Regions from separate parts of the Mus musculus genome. Here region 1 is linked to region 2. The links are chromatin contacts, called in public HiChIP or PLAC-seq maps. All regions are on one chromosome and are shown on one strand. Each heading gives the region's core, a stretch centred on a gene start, on an enhancer-like site or on the middle of the called end of the contact. The rest is flanking DNA. Distances are from core to core; before and after follow the strand shown.

Region 1 (3,629 bases), core at 532-3,031, 410 kb before region 2:
AACACAGAAACAAGTTATAAAACAAATACATTGTTGTATGTCCTGGCTTGAATGTAAGACATCACTCACAGGCACATACGCTTGCATGCTTGGTCCCTAGACTATGGCACCATGTGGAGTGGGTGTGGAGCTTGCAGAAGGCTTCATGTAGCCCAGGAAAGTTAGTTCTGTGGCATGGCTGGGAGCCTGCAGCCTCATGTCCAGGCTTTGTCAGGGCTGCAGCAGTCTCTGTACCGTGATGAAGTTGGGGCCTAGCTTTTCCTCCCAGAAATAAGGCTCAGACTCAATATACATTTACAAATATATGGCCATATAGCTAGGCTCCTCTCTGACTGAACCTTAACTTAGGATAACCCACTTACTTTAGCCTGCATTCTGCCGTGTGACTGGTTACCTGTGGTCACATCTTTCCAGAGAATCTTTATCATGAAGATCTGTAATACCATCACAACCATAGAACTCATAACCACCTTCATTTTGATAATTTAAAACAATTCAAAACAATTATTATTATTATTAATGGAGACAGAGTTTCTCTGTGTAGCCCAGGCTGATTTAGATTTATTCTGTAGGTTAGGTTGGCCTTGAACTCAGAAGGAATCTATTTGTCCCTGCCTTTGTCTCCTAGGTATTGAGATCAAACGCCTGGATTTATTATCTATGTATCCTTGAAAACATTTAGATCAATTCCCAATTTTTCTCCCTTCTTTAGAGATTAATATCTATGTGGATAAATATACCTATAGTACCACTTAGCAGCCCATAGACAAAGCATTCTCCATCTGGGGGAAATACACCAAGAGTGTGGGCCAGCCTGTCCTCTTCCCACCTGGCTTGATATCAGTCCTCTGCTTATTGTTACAGAGCAGTGGAGGTAGCTGCTAAAAGTGGGGCAAGGTTCACCTGAGCACAAAGCCAACACAGCCTGGCTAATAATTTATGTAGTTTCTATTGCTTAGGACTGGAATCCTTATTCAGCCTGAAACCAGAAATAAAATATGCAAACACAGCGTGCAGCATGGCACACAGGGCACACAGAGTGTGTTGGCCTTGTCAGCAACTGCTGGCTGGTGGTGCTTCAGGAGAGAGGGACTGGGGGTCTGTGGGAACAGACAGAGGCTTTAGCCAGGGCCAGGGAGCCCTGCATAGCAGAGTGAAAGCCATTCTTTCTCTTCAGCCTTTGGAGGCATCCCCATAGTCCTGTAAGGTACAGATCGGCTTTGGAAGGACCTGGGACTTCTCAGTTCCTGATACCTCTGCAGAAGGTGAACTGTGCTCTTGAAGCCAGTTTAAATTCAGTGATGTGCTCAGTTCAAACCCCATCTCCTGTAAAATAGTCTACTAGGGATATTGTGTGTGTGCATGTGTGCTGGCGCCCCTGTGCTCACTTGGACACCAGAGTTATTATCAAGTGTTTTCACCTCTTTATCTCTATGAGATAGAGTCTCTCATTGAACCCAGATCTGATTCTCCTAGACTGGCTGGTCAGCGAGTCCTGGGGATCCATCTGTCTCTACCTTCCCAGGGCTAGGATTACAGACCACCTTCAGTTTTAATATGGGTACTAGGAATTGCATTCGGGCCCTCGTACCTGTACTGTGAGCTCCTTACCAACCATGTTGTCTCCCTAGCCCCTCCTTTGAAAATATTTGGACTGCAGTTTGGAGTTAGCTCTGAGGTGGAGTAGACATGCTGTCTTCACTCGGATGTTGATCTGTGAGTGAGGCCACCGAGTAGAGGTGTACCTTGCTTTACGCAGCCCAGTCAATGTCTGAAATCCCCACCCACAGCCCAGCCTCCAGGGTGTGTACTATTAAGAACTACCCTGTGACAATCTTCTTGGTGACCTTGACCTTGCACTTCTCATTCCATTTACTCTCTGACTTTGAAATGGTTCTTATTGTAATTCTTATCCTAAATGGAACTGGCTTGGTGGCCTGTTCCAGCCTCCAGCTCCATGTGCTGTATAGGATGACCTCCTGATCTTCCCGAGTGCTAAGATTACAGGTGTCTCCCATCAATCCCAGTTTATGTGCCGTGGGGGTTGACACTAGGGCATCGGGCATGCCTGGATCCTGATCACAGCCTGAAGCTTCATTTTGAAAAGTAGAAGATATTATTTTGTGAAAAAGATGGCTGAATTTGAAATCTCAAAAGCTCCAAGCAACATGGGCTACATTTTTTTGAAACTTGGAGTAATGAGGTAACATTTGTTCAGACTACTGCCTCCCCAGTGAGACCGGATGATGTATGTTAAGGTATTTGGCAAAATGTTCTGTTTATGTTAATCTCGCCTGAACTATGTCCAGCTGACAAGCATCAGGACACAGTGCTGGCTGTTAGATGTTAAGACATTTGTTCTTCCTAATGCCTGCCTTCCCAGGCTCATTTCCCCTTTCCACTCTCCACAGTCCTGAGGGACCTGCAGCCCCAACTGTCTGCTCACTCTTCCCTCCACATTCCCACCATCCCCAGACGAAAGGGCTCCAGAGCCCATAGTTTTCTGCCTTTGGCTCTAAGAAACACACATTTACTTTCCACAGTAACTAGAGCTTAACCTCAATGTTAAAAATTAGAAAATACAGAAATTAAAATTGACCACTTTGGGCACATTCTCTCTCCCTCCCTCTGAAAGCATAAATTATGCCTCTACCTTCTGGATGAACTGAGTATAAAAGCCCCCATACTGTTTGCTCCAATAGAATACTTTGCTCAGCAGAAGCAGGCTAAATTATGTGTTTCAAAGCTCCCTGAAGCTGCAATTCCGGAAACATATAATTACGCCCTAGCATTATCAAAGAGCAGAAAATATTTTTCATCCACTTTTTCGATGGTTTAACAACCATTCTGGATTTTGATTTTTTGTGACAGCAGGCTAGTAAATAAGTCAAAACTCTGCATCCAATAAGTATATACAATTATTAAGTGCTAATAATACCTTTAAAGTGTTTAAGGAGATGGAAGCTTTAAGTATCCTGGTTTGACCATGGCATACTGCAGATGTATGTTGTGTGATCACACTGGACACCATCACTTTGTACAATTAAGATCATAACAGGGGCTGGAGAGATGGCCCAGCAGTTAAATGTCCGCTGCTCTTCCAGAGGATGCAGTTACCAGCTCTCACATCAGGCTGCTCACAACCACCTGCAACTCCAGCTCTAGGGGATCCAACAGTTCAGGTTCGCGTGCACACACACACACACAATTAAAATACTCTTATAATTGTAATTAATTTTTAAAAGATTCTTAGAATAACTGGTAAAGGCAAATGTTATCAAGGAGTATGCTGTGTGTCTCCGAGTAAGTACACTGTCCTATTCCATGTGGTATAGGTTCTCCAATTCTAAGTGATCAGCCCTAATCAAATACAACTACAAACAAATACCTGGACTAAGCAGGCTGATTTATATGTAACAACTAAAGAAGAAAGGTCCTAAATTTGAGAAGAAATTGAGGGAGCATGAGAAGAGTTCCAGGGGAGAGAAAGGGTGGAAAACGATGTAAATATAGTACTCATATCCAAAAAATTTAAGTTAAAAAAAGTCCCATACAGGCAGGCACTCTGAGGTAGCCATGAGAACTTGGGCCAGGAGTGACGCTCATCTCTGCGTGTTGAGCCCTCCGGC
Region 2 (3,641 bases), core at 789-3,288:
ATCTCTTTAAAATATCCATCTCTTTTAAAATCCAAAGTCTTTTTACAATTAAAAGTCTCTTAACTGTGGGCTCCACTAAAACAGTTTCTTCCTTCAAGAGGGAAAATATCAGGGCACAGTCACAATCAAAAGCAAAAATCAATCTCCAACCGTCCAATGTCTGGGATCTAACTTACGATCTTCTGGGCTCCTCCAAGGGCTTGGGTCACTTCTCCAGCCATGCCCTTTGTAGCACTCGCGTCATCCTCTTGGCTCCAGATGCCTGTACTCCACTGCTGCTGCTGCTCTTGGTGGTCATCTCATGGTACTGGCATCTCCAAAACACTGCATGACCCCTTCAGTCCTGGGCCATCAATTGCAACTGAGGCTGCACTTTCACCAATGGCCTTCCATGGCCTCTCACAGTGCCAAGCCTCTGCTGCTCTGCTCAACTCCTTCATGCCTTCAAAACCAGTACCACCTGGGTGACCCTTACACATTACCAAGTCCAGCCACAGCACAAGGTACAACTTTGGCTATATCTGGAACGCAGCCACTGTGCTCTCAGAAAATACTTCCCAGAAGATGTCACCTCAATGATGCTGGTCTCTTCTTAATCACCGCTAATTTCTTAGCTCCAGCTAACCAGCATCAATAGTCCCAGTAATGCAAAGTTTTTGCTTTAGTAGTTCTGGTATCTTGTTAATCACAGCTGATTCTTCAGCCCCAGATAACCAGAACTACAGAATCTTCACAATCAAAACAGCAATGGCCCTGAAAAGAGTCCTTAATTTTCCCTCTGAAATTTCACACACCAGAGCTCCATCTTCTGCAGTGTTCTCAACATTATCTTCCAAGCTCCTACACGACATCTGACAGAGCTCTTAACAACAGATGGATCTTCAAGCCCAAAGTTCCAAAGTCCTTCCACAGTCCTCCCCAAAACATGGTCAGATTGTCACAGGAATACCCCACTCTGCTGGTACCAATTTGTCTTAGTCAGGGTTTCTATTCCTGCACAAACATCATGACCAAGAAGCAAGTTGGGGAGGAAAGGGTTTATTCGGCTTACACTTCCATACTGCTGTTCATCACCAAGGAAGTCAGGACTGGAACTCAAGCAGGTCAGGAAGCAGGAGCTGATGCAGAGGCCATGGAGGGATGTTCTTTACTGGCTTGCCCAGCCTGCTCTCTTATAGAACCCAAGACAACCAGCCCAGAGATGGTCCCACCCACAAGGGGCCTTTCCCCCTTGATCACTAATTGAGAAAATGCCTTACAGTTGGATCTCATGGAGGCATTTCCTCAACTGAAGCTCCTTTCTCTGTGATAACTTCAGCTGTGTCAAGTTGACACAAAACTAGCCAATACACTGCGCCATTTGGGAAATTCATCTTTGGGACAATGCGTCATCCATGACCTCACAGCTTCAACCAGTTAAAGTTTTTAACCTAGGTCTCAATTAAAGAAAACAAAACATACACCAGATGGTGGTGTCGTATGCCCTCAATCCCAGTGTTCGAGAAGCAGAGGCACGTGGATCTCTGAGTTCAAGGCCAGCTTGGTCAATAGAGTTCTAGTACAGCCATGGCTAGAAAAACCCTGGCCAAAAAAAAAAAAAATCCAAACAAACAAAAACCCCAGACAAACAAACAAAAAACAAAACAACAGCAAAAAAACACGCAATTTTCATAAGAAACTGTAAGAGTTAAAAACTAAAGGTTTTCAAACCCTTCCCTGAGTTTGCTTTCCCGCCTGGGGACATCCAGGCATTTTAACTGAGCTCCGACTTTAACACCAGGCTGCCCTAAGCTTTCCAGACACTGGTTTGCAGAACTTGTCAGTGTGGTTTTCAGTACTTCTTAAAAACACAAACAAAAGCACACCCCAGCAAGCTTTTCCCAGGGATCCCCCCTCTGCCTCCCCTTCCCCCACTCCCACCCCAGCAGGACAAGAAGCAGCAACATTAATGGCAGTTCTGGGAGTCTGCTGAATTCTCTTTCAAGTCTCCTACTGTCTTGGCATCCTTAAATGCTGAGCAGGGCCCTGGCCTGGTTCTTTGAAGTTCCCCACGCCATAGGTTGGGAAGGCAGTGTGATTTAGGGCGGTTGACAGGGAGGGGGAACAGTTTAGTCCACTTCCCCATGAACAAATAAACAAAGCCAGTATGGCTAATTGAGTGTCTTTGGGGGTGGGGGTGGGGGCTGTGCACCTGGGGAATGCAGGGGTCAGGAACAAGAATGACAACAGAGTAGGAAAGCTTAACAGATTTTGCATATGAGCAGAGCAGTCCATTAAAGCCACAGTGCAGGAACAGAGGGTGGTCTGAGGGACCTGTAAAGGGTGGGGAGGAAGCTAGATACACAGATAGGCAGTCATTTCTGCTTCCAGGTTTCTTCCTCCAGTAAGCACAAGACCACAGGCCCTTCATTGGATGCTCTTTGTGGTCGGCCTCCTGCTTCCCACATCACTGGCCCAGGTGACATGCATGGGTGGGAAACTGAGGCATACAGTATGGTGCCACTCTGAAGTTAGAGCAAACTCCTACAGTCCTCTACATCCTGTGAAAACATCAGCCTTGGGATCACAGTGTCCTGATAACTCTCATGAGCACACCCGACGGCTACACCTTAGAGTCCGGCCTCTGCAAGACTAGCAGCTGATCTGGGCCTTTGTCTCTAGAGTCTGGTAGGAAGCACACAGATCAGAATCCATACAAACAAGGGTCTGGGGCTCAAAAACACTAGAAATGCCCATGGCTAACGAAACAGCAAACACAGAGACCGGCTGACCTGAAGTTAGGCACATCTACATGCACGAGATGAGGGCATGCTCACATATGGAACACCAGAACATAGGGAGATGAGGGTGGGGGACAGCGCTTGCCTACGAGTGGCACGAAAGGACAGTGGCTCTGCAAGGGGTTTGATAGACTTAATGACATTCAGAAGTGATAAGTAGGTTTCATATCGAAATGTTTGAAGACACTGGGTCTGACTCAGAGACACAGTCCTTTATCACAGGCCTTCTCTTGCAAATCTGAGGATTTGACCATGTACTCAAGATCACCTATGAGAATCGCTGTCTCCTGTAGATTCAGGGGAATGCTGGGCCGTGTGACTCTGATGGGCCTCTTTAGTGCTGAACCCCAGAATTCACAGAAAGGAGAGAGGGCAAAGACTGTGTGTGGCAGGTGACAAGCAGCTGTCTCTGCCCCAGGCACAGTCGCTGCACATAGCAAAACACTAGAAGCTTACAAAACAAACACAAACAAACCACTCACAAAGTGAGTGCCTTCTCTAAAACCACATAATCGAGAGAAAAGAAAGCTGTTCTCAAAAGTCAAAATAAACACAAGCCAGGCTGGGATTTGTAGACTTCAAATTACAAAAAAGAAAAAAAGGAAAAAAAAAAAGTAGCCCTACAGGGAAGAGCTTCCTTTTCAATCTTTTTTTTTTTTTCCATTTTTTATTAGGTATTTAGCTCATTTACATTTCCAATGCTATACCAAAAGTTCCCCTTACCCACCCACCCCCACTCCCCTACCCACCCACTCCCCCCCTTTGGCCCTGGCGTTCCCCTGTACCGGGGCACACAAAGTCTGCGTGTCCAATGGGCCTCTCTTTCCAGTGATGGCCGACTAGGCCATCTTTTGATACATA

The links. HiChIP or PLAC-seq counts read pairs in DNA pulled down with a chosen protein or histone mark.
Region 1: a contact with region 2 is called in an H3K27ac HiChIP or PLAC-seq map of embryonic stem cells, with 3 times the contacts expected there. The contact joins two enhancer-like sites. A contact is called at or near these places in 2 of 115 datasets of contacts at active chromatin or transcription factors (both in embryonic stem cells).

The regions. Positions count from the first base shown.
Region 1 is chr1:89,023,588-89,027,216 of GRCm38.p6, reverse strand. No RefSeq gene overlaps it. Among named protein-coding and RNA genes, the nearest start is that of Gm34194, 9.2 kb to the right of the region's middle. Within about 2 kb of position 1,781, at least 33 of the 459 cell types and tissues checked have an H3K27ac peak or open chromatin away from gene starts, as enhancers often do. A contact at or near this core is called in embryonic stem cells, where this site is marked.
Region 2 is chr1:88,611,713-88,615,353 of GRCm38.p6, reverse strand. No RefSeq gene overlaps it. Among named protein-coding and RNA genes, the nearest start is that of Gm41912, 44 kb to the right of the region's middle. Within about 2 kb of position 2,038, at least 33 of the 459 cell types and tissues checked have an H3K27ac peak or open chromatin away from gene starts, as enhancers often do. A contact at or near this core is called in embryonic stem cells, where this site is marked.